Linked DNA regions of Macaca mulatta: region 1 is linked to region 2. The links are chromatin contacts, called in public Hi-C maps. All regions are on one chromosome and are shown on one strand. Each heading gives the region's core, a stretch centred on a gene start, on an enhancer-like site or on the middle of the called end of the contact. The rest is flanking DNA. Distances are from core to core; before and after follow the strand shown.

Region 1 (6,592 bases), core at 4,081-6,580, 620 kb after region 2:
ATTACACCTCACCCTCCACAGGCCAGCGAGAAGTCAGGAACACTGGGGCGGGTCTATCGGGCACAGCTGGGATGGCACAGGGCGAGGGGCTGGATTTGAGCTGGCACAGATGCAAGAGGGAAAAGGGGTCCTGAGTTACATGTTCACAGAGAATGAAGGAGAAGGCCCTGGGGCCCACCAAGCTTCCAGCCACAGCCCCGGGCGGTTGTTAAGAAGCATCCGCAGAATTGTAGGGGAAGAACTTGGCGGCCTTGCTTGGGGTGGTGGGGTTTGGGCACTCCGCCTCCTCGCTCAGCTTGAAGAACATCTCCTGCTCCCGCTTCTTCTGGTTCAGATCCTCTTCCAGAGCCTAGGGAAGAGAGGACGGATGGCGCCTGGTCAGATCTGCAGGCCACACAAGGGTCCCCCACTCACAGGACCCCCACTGACGTGGCCCTCTCTGGAACATTCCCTTCCAGGCCTCACTGCTTGAGAAACCAGGTCATCCCTCTTTCCTACCCTAGAGCTCCTGCCACTGCCACTCAGAAGCTCCCTGTGGACCGAAGGGTACAGTTGGGGGAAATGCCAATCTAGATGGGGCAGGGAGGAAAAAAGCAGATGCAAATCTCCTGGCAGGGAAACAGCCAGATGACTGGAGAAAAACCCGAGAGAGAAGAGGGAGAGAGATTTAGCAGCAAAGGAAGCAGAGATGTCAGAGTTTTGCTTTTCTTTTTTTTGTTGTTGTTTTTTTAAATATACATTTGCTTTTGCCTAAACCCAGAGGTTCTGATTTTGAAGATTTGTGGTGGGACCCAGGGCTTCTGCACTGTACAAAGTCTTCAGGTAACTCAGAGGAGAACTCCAGTTGAAAAGCACTGTGGGAGGTTCCCTTCAGCACAAGCTTATCTAGGTACATTGGATCCTACTAGAAATATTTTTCTTTTCTTTTTTTTTGAAATAGAGTTAAGCTCTGTCACCCAGGATGGAGTGCAGTGGTTCACTGCAAATTCAGCCTCACATGTTCAAGTGATTCTCCTGCCTCAGCCTCCCCAGTAGCTGGGATTACAGGCACCCACCACCATGACTGGCTAATTTTTGTATTTTTAGTAGGGAAAGGGTTTCACCATGTTGGCCAGGCTGGTCTTGAACTCCTGACTTCAGGTGATCCACCCACCTTGGCCTCCCACACAACAGATTACAGGCTTGAGCCACCGTGCCCAGCACAGAAAAATTTCTTTTCTTTTTTTTTGAGACGAAGTCTCATTCTGTTGCCCAGGCTGGAGTGCAGTGGTGCGATCTCGGCTCACTGCAACCTCCACCTCCCATGTTCAAGTGATTCTCCTACCTCAGCCTCCCGAGTAGCCGGGATTATAGGCATGTGTCACCACACCTGGCTAATTTTTGTATTTTTAGTAGAGATAGGGTTTCACCATGTTGGTCAGGCTGGTCTCAAACTCCTGACCTCAGGCAATCCACCCACCTCGGCCTCCCAAAGTGCTGGGATTACAAGCGTCAGCCACCACGCCTGGACCTGAGCAATTTCTTAAGGGCTCTCCAATAATAAGCATTCAAGTAAGAAAGGACGCCAACTGCAGCGGAAAGAACATGGGCTTGGTGGTCAGACGACGTTGCCAGAGCTCCAGGATTTTCTTTTTTTCGTTTTTTTTTTTTTTGAGACAGAGTCTCGCTCTGCCGCCCAGGCTGGAGTGCAGTGGTGCGATCTTGGCTCACTGCAAGCTCCGCCTCCTGGGTTCACACCATTCTCCTGCCTCAGCCTCCCGAATAGCTGGGACTACAGGCGCCTGCCACCATGCCCTGCTAATTTTTTTGTATTTTTAGTAGAGAAGGGATTTTGCCATGTTAGCCAGGATGGTCTCGATCTCCTGATCTCGTGATCCGTCTGCCTCGGCCTCCCAAAGTGCTGGGATTACAGGCGTGAGCCACCGTGCCTGGCCTAGGATTTTCTAAAGAAACTGGAAATCAAGATTTTAATGTAAAATCTCCTTATATACTTAAAAGTGGGAATCTTTTAAAAAATTTATAGGCCAGGCATGGTGGCTCATGCCTGTAATCCCAGCACTTTGGGAGGCCAAGGCAGGCGGATCACCTGAGGTCAGGAGTTCAAGACCAGCCTGGCCAACATGGCGAACTCCATCTCTACCAAAAACACAAAAGCTAGCCAGGCCTGGTGGTGTGTGCCTATAATCCCAGCTACTTGGGAGGCTGAGGCAGGAGAATCACTTGAGGGGAGGTGGAAGTTGCAGTGAGACGAGATCGTGCCACTGCACTCCAGCCTGGGTGACAGAGCAAGACTCTGTCTCAAAAAAAATTTTTTTTTTTACATCACTATGTTGGTTGGCCAAACATACCATGCCTGTAAGCCAATTCCAGCACATAGGCTATCAGTTTGGGACCTTTGCTCTAGGAGTACCAACAATTTAATAATAATAGCTGCTACTTTTTGAGCACAGAATGGTTTAGTAACTTGCCCAAGGTCTCACAACTAGTAATGGAGGAGTTAGGACTTCATCCCACCTGTGTGACTCTAAAGCCTGGGCTGTTTAAGCATTACTCTGTTCTACCCCCCAACATATATTTCTCAATACAACCTTCTAAGGCTAGAGTCAGCAATCTTTTTTCTGTTATGTGACAGATAGTAAACATTCTTGGCATTGCATGACACATTTGGTCTCTATTGTGACTACTCAACTGCCACTGTAGTACAAAATCAGCCACAGACAATCTGTAAATGAACGAGCATGGCTGTGTTCCAATAAAACTTTATTTACAAATACAAGTGGTGGGCCAGATTAGGACATTGGCAGTAGTTTGCTAACATCTACTTTAAGGAAATAAGTATCTACATTTTACAGCCCAAAAAGCCAGAGTTCAGGAGGGAAGATTTGACTCGTTTGGGCCACATTCTGTGTTAACACTGACCCAAGCAACACTTCATTGACTCTATCAGATATTCCGTACTTACTTGAAATACATCTGATTTTTTCTAAAAATACTCCACAATGTACAATCATCTCCCTGCCTCCATACAAGGCAGGGGGTTCACAGGCTGCTGACTGTAATGCAAGAACGTAAAAGACCATTTATTCTTGAATGAAAATCATCACCTCCGGGTCACTGTTCCAGCAGAAACCCAAGTAGCTAATAACAGAAGAATTCTATAAAGAATTCTGCAAAGAGGTAGCCCCCACAGGCAAAGTCCAACGCCAGCTTCCCAAATGCACACTTGTGGTGCCTCCCCCGAGCCCAGGCCCCTCTTTGAAGCGATCTGAGACATAAGGCAATAGCTAGAGGCAACGTGATCATTCATTTTCAAACTCTCAGCATATGCCAAGGGTATAGAATCCCCAGATAAGATAACCAGGTGAACGTTTATTTCCTGATTGCAGAACCAACCTATGTCAGCAGGAACATTATTGATTTGAGTGTCAAGTATTGAAAGTCTCAGCAGAACATGGTTACAGAAACTGATGAGCGTGGTCCTGCTAACAGGAAGTCTGGGCCCTGGCCAGCTTCCAGCCACAAAGCTCCATTAGCGCAGCGAGGGAGGCCTCAATTCAAGGACTCCCAAGGCCATTATACAGATGAGATGGGTAGCTGCCTCCTGTGCAGACCACAGTTACAGTAAGCAGAACTGATGTACGATGGCAGAACGAACCTCAGGACTTCAGGACCCGTGGGCATGAGATTAAGGGTAACCTGGGCAGCTCTCTCTTCAGAGAGTTTAGGGGGATGAGTATGTTCTTGGTCTGTACTATGTACTAGCGACTTCTGGCATAGCATTGCAGTATCGATAGCTTCACTGTACAAACAACCACAATGAGGACCCATGTTTGTTTTTTTTTTGATGGAGTCTTGCTCTGTCTCCCAGGCTGGAGTGCAGTGATGCGATCTTGGCTCACTGCAATCTCTGCCTCCTGGCTTCAAGCAATTGTCCTGCCTCAGCCTCCCATGTAGCTGGGATTACAGGCTTGTGCCACTGTGCCCGACTAATTTCCGTGATGGTTAATTTTATGTGTCAACTTGGCAAGGCCATGGTATCTATCTACCTGTTTGGTCAAACACCAGACTAGATGTCACTATGAAGGTATTTTATAGATGTGATTAGCATTTAAATCAGTAAACACTGAGTAAAGCAAACTACCTTTCATGATGTGGGTGGGACTCAATCAGTTGAAGGCCTTCAGAGAAAAGAGAGAAGGAATTCTTCCTCTAGACAGCAACAACAACTGGGTCTCCAGCCTGCTGACCTGTCCTGCAGATTCCAGACTCACCAGCCCCCACAATCATGTGAGCCAGTTCCTTAAAATAACTAAATCAATTTCCCTCTCCCTCTCCCTCCACACACACACACACACACACACACACACACACACGCACCCTCTCTCTATATTGGTTCTGTTTCTCTAGAGAATCCAGACTCATACAGGCCCAGAGCGGGGACGATCGCTTGCCCAAGATCCCAAAGCTGGTGACCGGCAAGAACGTCTAGAGTGCCAGCTAGAGAGGAAATGGACGAATTCCCCCCACCTCTGATACCATCCTAATCCAAGCTGCCCTCATTTCTCACCAAGGTTATCACAATAGTTTCCTTACTGGTCTCTCTTCCTCCACTCTTGAGCCCTGAGGGAAGCCAGTGGGATCCTTTTCAAAACACGAGTCAGACCCCCCCGTCCTCTGCTCAGAACCCTCCAGTGGCTCCCATCTCACACAGAGTAAAAGCCAGGCTTTACATAGGTCCCCCCACCCCTCTGACTTTGCCTCCTGTCGCCTCCCACCATCACCACCACTCTCTGGCGCAGGGGCCTCCTTGTTTCACAAGCAAGGTGTCCAGGCCTTTGCAGCTGCTCTTCCCTGTGCTGGGAATGTCCCCCCGAAACCCCCCACAGCTGCACGGCTCCCTCCCTCAGGTCCTTCAGATCTGGGCTCAGATGTCTTCTTAGATGACATCTTCCTGCCACACTGTCTGAAGCAGCTCCACTTTGTGACCGCCCCCCATGCTGTTTCCCTCCCTGCTTCCTGGCCCCTCACTAGAAGGTCGGTTCTTCCTGAGGGCAGGGACTTGTCCCTTTTGTTCAATGCAGTGTCTGAAACTGTGTGGGGCACTGAGCAGGCGCTCAAGAAATACGTGTTGCATTAATACACAAATGAATGAACAAATGAATGAATGATCAAGCTAAGGATGGCACACAAATGCAATCCCACGTGGTAAGTGCCATGACAGGGGCAAGGACGGGGAGCCCAGAAGAGACAGCATATAGCCTCCGTGGGGAAGGCCTGAATAATGAAGACACACAGAAGTTGGCCAAGCAAAGGCTGGTGGGTAGAGAATTCCTGGCAAGGGGAACAGGCTGGGCAAAAGCCCAGCAGAGAACGAGGGAAGCGCAGATGGTATGGAGATCTATTTGGGTACCGAAATCTGTTCAGAGCACAAGTCGGGGATGAGACTCACAGGAGATAAGGCAAGAACAGTAGTTCTCAAAGTGTGGTCCATGAACCCCTAGGGGGCCCAGAACACTTTCTGGGGGTGGGGAAGGGGCAGCAAGCTCTAGTTTCCTACTGAGACACAGTTTGCTTTTTCAGTGTTTTGATATTTGTGCTAATGGTACAAAAGCAATGATGGGTAAAACTTCTGGAGCTTCTGGAGGATTCAGACAATGGCCCCTCCAAACTGAATGAGTATTCTTCACCACCGTGCACTCACAGTGTTTATTTTTATTTTTATTTTTTTGAGATGGAGTTTCACTCTTTCGCCCAGGCTGGAGTGAAGTGGTGGTGAGATCTTGGCTCACTGCAACTTCTGCCTGCCGGGTTCAAGTGATTCTTCTGCCTCAGCCTCCAGAGCAGCTGGGATTACAGGTATGCACCACCACACCTGGCTAATTTTTGTATTTTTAGTAGAGACGGGGTTTTGCCATGTTGGCCAGGCTGGTCTCGAACTCCTGACCTCAGGTGATCCACCCGCCTTGGCCTCCCAAAGTGCTGGGATTACAGGTGTGAGCCACCATGCCAGGCCCACTCACAGTATTTTAGAAAGTTTTTCAATTAAAACAATAAAGCCAACTGCACTTAAAATCACCTTGAACACAAATGGTTTACTTTATTAAATCCTGACCTTCAAGGTCACTGCCCTTTAACGTCCTGTGTGAGGAAATGAGAACTATGCATAAGGCATGCCTGCTGCCCATGAAAGCATGATGGCTGCCTAGAGATCTTGTTCTTGTGCCCGATCTTGTTCTTGTGCAATTGTCTTGAGTTGTGGGCTGAACTAGCCACTTTATTTTGCAGAATATCATTTTTACTAAAAAACAACTGACAACTGGGCATGGTGGCATGCGTCTATAGTTCCAGCTACTTGGGAGGCTGGGACAGGAGAACTGCTTGAGCCCAGGCAGTCGAAACCAGCCTGGACAACATAGCAAGACCCATACTCTCTTAAAAATGAACAAACTGAGCTGATCACTTCAAAGGAAACAAACTAAAGATATTTATTGCCAATGACAAAATTTGAGCATTCAAGCAAAAATGAGAACTTTGGAAAACATGTGTCCACCAGCCTGAACATGACAGCTTCTCAATTTTTTTTTTTTCTTTT
Region 2 (7,082 bases), core at 2,625-5,124:
CCAGGCTGGAGTGCAGTGGCCAGATCTCAGCTCAGTGCAACCCCCGCCTCCCGGGTTCAGGCGATTCTCCTGCCTCAGCCTCCTGAGTAGCTGGGATTATAGGCGTGTGCCACCATGCCCGACTAATTTTTGTATTTTTAGTAGAGACACGGTTTCATTGTGTTGGTTAGGCTCCTCTCAAACTCCTGACCTCATGATCCGCCTACCTCAGCCTCCCAAAGTGCTGGGATTACAGACGTGAGCCACCGTGCCCGGCCTGTCCTGTGTTCTTAGGCTAGATGTTTTCCATCTCTGTCTCCACAATATTTGTACTCCACAGATTCCCTGAATCTTAGGCGTCTTCTCCGTCAAGACTGGGAAGAAGTGGAAAACAAGTGGAAAGATTGCAGTGCTCAGTTTACTTGCACACTTGAACAAAGGGATTTAAATACATACTTTGTCTTAGACAAAAGTTCTAGGTGCTTAGGGTTAGTCAGTAGGCAAGGCATCGAGATGCTCTGCAGGGCTTTCATTTCATTGTGTTACCAGTCAACATACATTCTTAACTCCCCTCAGAAAATTGCCTGAGTTTATTAACTTAGAGCTGTGAATTTAATGCAGGTGTGTCTGATTCCGACCCCAAAATAGCACATGGCTGCGTAGCCCAAGCTACAGTACCCTTACCTGGACTGGTAACAGCTAGCTTTCTTAGTGTCCTGCTTACTCCAGCTACTAAGAATGAAGTGGGATGGTGTAACAGCATTCCACTTCATTCTTAGCCAGGGTAAAGCTTTTTTAACAAACTGATTTTTGACTCAGTTTGAAAGCCCTTAATTGACAAATTGTGGCATATCTATACTATGAAATACTATCCCATGATGAAAAAGAATTGACTACTGCAAAATGCAACAATGGACCAATCTCAAACATGCTCAGCCACACACAAGCACATACTAGGTGGTTCTGTTTATATGAAATTGAAAATAAACCAGTGCCAGATAAATGATTGTTTGGGACCAGTAATTGGGGGCTGGAAGATTGCCTGAGAAGAGGTGGTGTTTGTACCTAGATAACATTTGTCAGAACTGAACCGTACACTTAAAACCGATGCATTGCAAAACTGGTACCCTTAAGCCATTGATGGCTACTTCATTTCCTGCAAAGGCCTGGTCAAGAACATTGCCTGCTTTCACCCTTATCTCTTGCCACACTCTCCCTGGCTAACCCTGCCAGTCACCTAGCCTTTTTCCACTGGAGGCACTTTGCATTTTTTACCTGGAATATTCCTTTGCATGGCTATCTCCTGTCTTTGGGTCTTGGCCTAAATGTCACCAAGAGGTCTTCTAGCTTGCTCTATCTCCTGTACTGTTCATCTCATCCCACTGGGTTCTCTCAAAGCACTGGTAACAAGCCAGCATTTATCTCTTGGTGTATTTGCTTATGGCTCATCTTCCCTAGTGGAGACGAAGTACTTTTTTAGTGCAGGGATCTTGCCTGTCTTTCAGTGAGGGCCCGACACTGTAGGATCTCAATAAATTGTGATTGAACTAGTAAGAAGTGACTACTAAAATAGTGGTATACATTAAGTGTTGTATGAACATGCTAAATCCAGATAGAACCCATTTAAGATTCAGGCATATGGTAAATAGGTCATATTGGTAAATAGGTACATGAAACCAGACATGAGGGTGTGAGTGGTGGCGAAAAGAATGTGTAGTATAAAATTGATTTGGAGTCAAAAGACATTCTGACTAGATGCCTCTTCAACTGTAAATTGGAAGTGATCTTGCCTCCCTACTTCATAAAATTGTTCAGAAAGAAATGTGAAAATAACCTGAAAACCATAATTAGGATTATTAGTTAGCTAAAATGTTTGGAGTTTTCATTGTGTGCCAGACACTCATTGAGTACTCACAACTCTGTGAGAGTCGTTCCTGTTCTTAGCCATATTTTGTAGAGGAGGAAGCAGAGTCTCAGACCGTTGCTTGCTGGAATTTGTAAGTAAATGTTGGTGACAGTATTCAAATGCACTACCTCTGACTCCTGAGTTTATGCTCTTACTCAGAAGTGTTCTCTTGGCTGGACTTTTTGGTCAGTCTGATTTGTTTGATAGGTGAGATTGGCAAATATACTTTATCCGAGCATTGAAAAATACTGCAAGCATTTTAGATAGGGTATAAATAATTATATACCCATTCCATTCACAAGTAATAAAAAATAGTAACAGTACAGAAAATTTGAAGCATGATTCTTAGCCAGGAGATACTTCAAACTAGCAGATGGTAAGCCAAAAACCCCTCTTGACTGGGTTTGTCAATCTTCCTATAAAGCAAGATCAAAGATGGTGGCAATGACTGAGGTCATCGGTGGGAGAATTTCTGTCCATTTCTATTTATGGTTCGTCATTGCATCCTATCTTGGGATTGGTTCATTTTCTCCAGAACTTGGAAAGTTACGAGTAACTTGGCAAGTCCAGCTCTGGCAATCAGAATGCCTAAGTAAATTCAGCTCAAAAGCTTCATGCAGGAATTTTCGCCATCACTCAGCACCTGGTTTTGAAAAGGTTTTCTGCACTTGCGTCCAGTGTTGAAACAGAGGCTATCTGTTTAAAATAGCCTCAGCTTTGAAAGGGAACTTAAAATAGCTTGCAAGGAGGTCTGATATTTGGAACAATTACTAATGTTTTATATTCATGGCTTCAGGAAATAGCACCGTTCCACAGTCCTACCTCAGTTTATGCTCTAGTGGACCATCAACCATTGCCAACGCAAGGAGGCTTTAACCAAACAGTCCAGATTCCTGAGTTTTGGTTGAGGCTGTACTCCAATGTCTTTCTCACTGACCTATTTTCCTTAGCATTGGGCCTAAGCAGAGCTTGGCTGACACCGGCTCTACACAGTGAGGCAGGTGCGTGACAAGAACATCTACGTTTTGGAGTTGGTGGGAAGGACAGGACTTATGCCTCTGGAAGGGGTGGAGGCGGTAAGAACCAGTGTCCTGAATGGGACCCTGGTTAAAGGAACGAAGCTACATAGTATGCAAACGGAGGCAAGTCTCAGCCTGGTTTTGGGAGGAGGCCGGAAGAGGGCCTCAGCGTGGTCGCTGACCAGAGTCCTGCTGGCTGCTCCCCGGCGTGCAGCCGTCCGTGCTGGGGTTGCAGTGACGTCTCGGGGCCGCTTGGTGGTAGCCGTGTGTTTCCAAAGCTGGCTCGCCTACGGGAGAGCCCAGCTGGGATCCCGTGAACCGACCCCAGAACCCTGGAGGCGGCAAGGGGTGGGAAGGAGAGACGCCCCGGAGCCCCCTTCGCAGCGGCAGGGACGTAAGAAGAGAAAGGGGGCTCACTTAAGTGCGTAGCCAGTCAAGAGGGTGGCTGGGAAACTCCACGATCACAGAGCGGGTAAAAGCGACCCCCATTCAGTGGAGCCGCCCCGGGGCTGGGTCTGACCCGCCCCCTCTCGGCTCCCCACTCGAGCGCTGGTGAGTGCGACTAGCGAATGTGGGCAGGTGAGGACGCTCCGTACCTAACTGCTTTCTTGGGAAGCATCGCCTGCCCAGTTTGGGCAACGTTTGCGCGGAGGAGCGGGTCACTGCGTTCGGGCGCAGAGCTCCGACGGCTTCCAGCGCTCACCAGCTTCAGTTTCGTGGGTCCTGCCCCTTCGGAGCTGCCGGTTCCGTCGCCGAGAGTCTGAGCGCCTCCCCTCCAACCCCGAGCCGCCGGGAGAAGGAGGAGGAGGCAGCGAGAGGCCGCGGCAGGCAGGCGAGCAGGCAGGGCCGCCTTTGATGTGGGCTGGGCGCACCCAGGCGAGCTGAGCGCCCGTCCGGCCGCGCCCCGAGGGGGGAGCCCCCAGGCCCCGCATCCTCATTGTGCCGGCTCTGGCCCGGGCCCGCCCCCGGCCCCCCGCCCCCTCGCCGCCCGCGCGTAGAAAACGCCCCGGCCGCCGCCAGTGGTGGGAGGCGGCGATGCGCACGGCCGGAGAGACGCGGAGGAGGAGACATGAGCCGGCGGGCGCCCAGACGGAGCGGCCGTGACGCTTTCGTGCTGCAGCCGCGCGCCCCGACCCCGGAGCGCTGACCCCTGGCCTCACGCAGCTCCGCGCCCGGGCCGGAGAGTGCAACCCGGCTTCCAGCCCCGCCGCGCATGCTGTCCCCGAACTGAGCCGGGAAGCCAACCTCCCACGGACGCCCGGACGGCCGGCCGGCCAGCAGTAAGCAAGCTTCCCCGCACCAGCCAGGCGCCTCCTGCATAGCGGCTGCCGCCCCGCAGCCCCTGCGCCAGCCCGGAGGGCGCAGCGCTCGGGAGGAGCCGCGCGGGGCGCTGATGCCGCAGGGCGCGCCGCGGAGCGCCCCGGAGCAGCAGAGTCTGCAGCAGCAGCAGCCGGCGAGGAGGGAGCAGCAGCAGCGGCGGCGGCGGCGGCGGCGGCGGCGGAGGCGCCCGGTCCCGGCCGCGCGGAGCGGACATGTGCAGGCTGGGCTAGGAGCCGCCGCCTCCCTCCCGCCCAGCGATGTATTCAGCGCCCTCCGCCTGCACTTGCCTGTAAGCGCCCGCGCGCGGGGCTGCCCACCCTGCCTGGCCGTCTGTCCGTGTGCCTGTGCCCTGTGCCTCTGTCTACCCGCCCGTCCGTTCGCTTGACTGTTCGACTGAGTGTCTGTCTGTCCGTGCGCCCCCCTCCTCAGGTCCCACTGACCGCTTCTCCATCTGTTTCCCGCAGGTGTTTACACTTCCTGCTGCTGTGCTTCCAGGTACAGGTACGTGGGCTCCTGACTCTGACCTCCTCCCGCCCCTGCCTCGCGGTACACGCCGACCCCCCTTCCCCGGCCGCGCCCCCTCCCTGTGCCCCACCCCTCCTGGGCGCCGAGCCCAGTGCACCTGTTCCCAGGGCGCGGAAGGGCGGCTCCGCGCGCGCCCTGCGCCGGCGGGGGACCGGCCAAGGGCAAGGGGCTCTGCCGCGGGGCCCGAGGCGGCGCTGGCTGTCGCGGCCCCTGTCGGCCTCGGCTGGAAGGAGATCCCGCAGACCCGGCGGGTTCAGCCGCAGCAATATACCCGGCTCTAAGACCCCTGCCCGCAGTCAGCGAGGGGTAGGACCTAGGGATTTTCTCTGCCAACCTTCCCTTAACATCACCGCTTCCAAACAAAAAGGCTTTCAGCCGAGTGGATTTCGAGTCCAGGGAGAAAGCTTCAGTTGTAAATTACTCTGTGGTTTTGAAGGCTCTTGCAGCACTGAGACACACATACAGACACACACACGCCCGGGACAAGGGGAACCTCGAGGGCGCCTAGGCCGAGTGGCCGTTGCCCGCGAGGCCGCTCCCGGACGGGCCACGCTCCGCACTCCCTCGCCTAAGGTGGTGCAGCCCTCGTTGGTTCCCCGCCTGCTCCCCGTTCGCTCGCTCTCCGTGAATCAGAAGAGGGCTTGGCGCTCAGCCTGGAAAGCACTTGCTAAAATCTGATCTGTTACTTCAGCAGCTTTCAGACTCGGGAAGGTCTTGGCACACAGACAGTTGGAACGCTCTGGCTTCCAAAGCCGTAGAAATGAAGGAAAAAGGGTTGGGGGGAGGGAGAGAGAAGAGCGAAAAAGGGAGCCGACTTCAGCCCCGATTAGAACCAGACCAGGGCTGCCTCTGCATGTTGGGGGTGGGGGGCGGCGGGCAAAGGGAATAGGAAGCGTCAGCTCCCCAAGCCCCCACCCACCTAGCGCTGCAAGGGGCCAGGCCAGGAGGAACTGGACACAGGCCAAAAGAAGGTTGTCTGACCCTTCCCCCTCGGTGGAAGGCAGGTGGCTTTCCGGGATTAGAGAAGAATCTTAGACCTTAGCCTTCTGGATTCAGGAGATCCCCAGAGCAAGTCTTAAGCACAGGAAATTGGTGGTTCTCCCGGTTTTCTGGCTCAAGGAGTGTTGTGTGCCTTGAGCACTGCTGGGACTCAGCAGCCTCTCGCCGTGTTTGGCGGTGGTGGGCCTGTTATCTTCCCTCCACACCCAGAAGAGGGTTGTTACCCTCCTGATAGGCACTGAGCTGGGGGCATCCAGTAGGGCTTGGGGACGGAAGGGTGGACGGACTGATGGGTTCTTTCCTCCTGTTGGCCAGGCTGGAGTCCCCAGTGACTCCTTGAATCAATATAACTGGAGTCAGTAACTTAAGACTGGCTGTTTGCCAAAGCAGATGTGACCCTGTGTGGTGATGGGGGCGGGGGTGGGGAACGGCTGGTGTCAAAGAGGGAGGCCAGTGCCAGGCATGGCCTGCCTGGTCTGCAGCTGAGTCCCCAAGCAGAGGGCAGGCCCCGGGGTCACTCCAGGGGGTCTGCTTGTCTGACCTGGGCAAGAGCTCTTTTCCAGAGTTCTGAGCCTGGGGGCAGGAGTGATGAAATGGGCATGGAGTAGCAGGGAGGCCTGCAGACGTGTGGCTCAAGCCTCTGGATGCCTGCTGCTCTTGGTTCTTCTTGAAGTGGGGCCCAGGAGGGGCTGCTGTGTGGTCTCTGTGTTCTCTGGGGGAGCTGGAGGGAGGGAGCGTGGACTCTGCATCCCACCTCCACCTCCTGGCCAGAGCTAGAGCCAGCATCTTGGGAAAGAGCTGGGTGGTCTGCCCTGGTTAGGTCAAACGGCAGCCTTAGAGCAGGTGAGGGAACCTCCTCTCCCCACCACCTCCACCTTCCCCCTTCCATCGCCCCTTTGTCCCCACCGGCCTTTCTGCATCCAAAGTGCCATAGGACTGATGTTTTTAACCCATGGTCCATGTACCCTTGGAGTGTCAAAGGATGGGATTGTGGGAGGGGGAGGCCCCTGAAACATTGCACAAAAATGGTGCTTAAATGTGCTGTGTCTGGAAGAGGGTTGTCTGCTCCCCACAGAGTTTCAAAACATCTGTGACCCCTAAAGAGAAAGAAATGTTATCCTGGGAGTTATGGGCAAGGTTGTCAGGCTTATGTCCCCATTTACACTATAGGAACAAAAGTCGGGTGGCCTTAATGGTTGAAACGAGGGGTGGGAGCCACATGATGTTAACTGCCAGGAATCTGAGGCCTGTTCCCTGCTGAGGTTTGGGTAGGCTACACTTAGCGGGTAGCAGCTGAAGCTCCTTTAGGGTGAGCAGGGCCCAGGGAAGCCTCT

The links. Hi-C and Micro-C count contacts between places; a contact is called where the count stands out from the background.
Region 1: a contact with region 2 is called in a Hi-C map of fetal cortex germinal zone, with 2.5 times the contacts expected there. The contact joins the enhancer-like site here to the promoter of FGF18 in region 2. A contact is called at or near these places in 3 of 14 Hi-C or Micro-C datasets (fetal cortex germinal zone, fetal cortical plate and liver).

The regions. Positions count from the first base shown.
Region 1 is chr6:180,894,646-180,901,237 of T2T-MMU8v2.0, forward strand. STK10 (serine/threonine kinase 10) reads right to left here. Exons shown (of 19, transcript XM_028849917.2): 19 at 1-349. The coding sequence ends at 209. The region is part of intron 2 of LOC114678969 (a long non-coding RNA gene); the gene reads left to right. Among named protein-coding and RNA genes, the nearest start is that of FBXW11, 47 kb to the left of the region's middle. Within about 2 kb of position 5,331, at least 9 of the 40 cell types and tissues checked have an H3K27ac peak or open chromatin away from gene starts, as enhancers often do. A contact at or near this core is called in fetal cortex germinal zone and fetal cortical plate, where this site is marked.
Region 2 is chr6:180,272,421-180,279,502 of T2T-MMU8v2.0, forward strand. FGF18 (fibroblast growth factor 18) reads left to right here and starts at 3,875. Exons shown (of 5, transcript XM_015141412.3): 1 at 3,875-4,513; 2 at 4,689-4,725. The coding sequence starts at 4,482.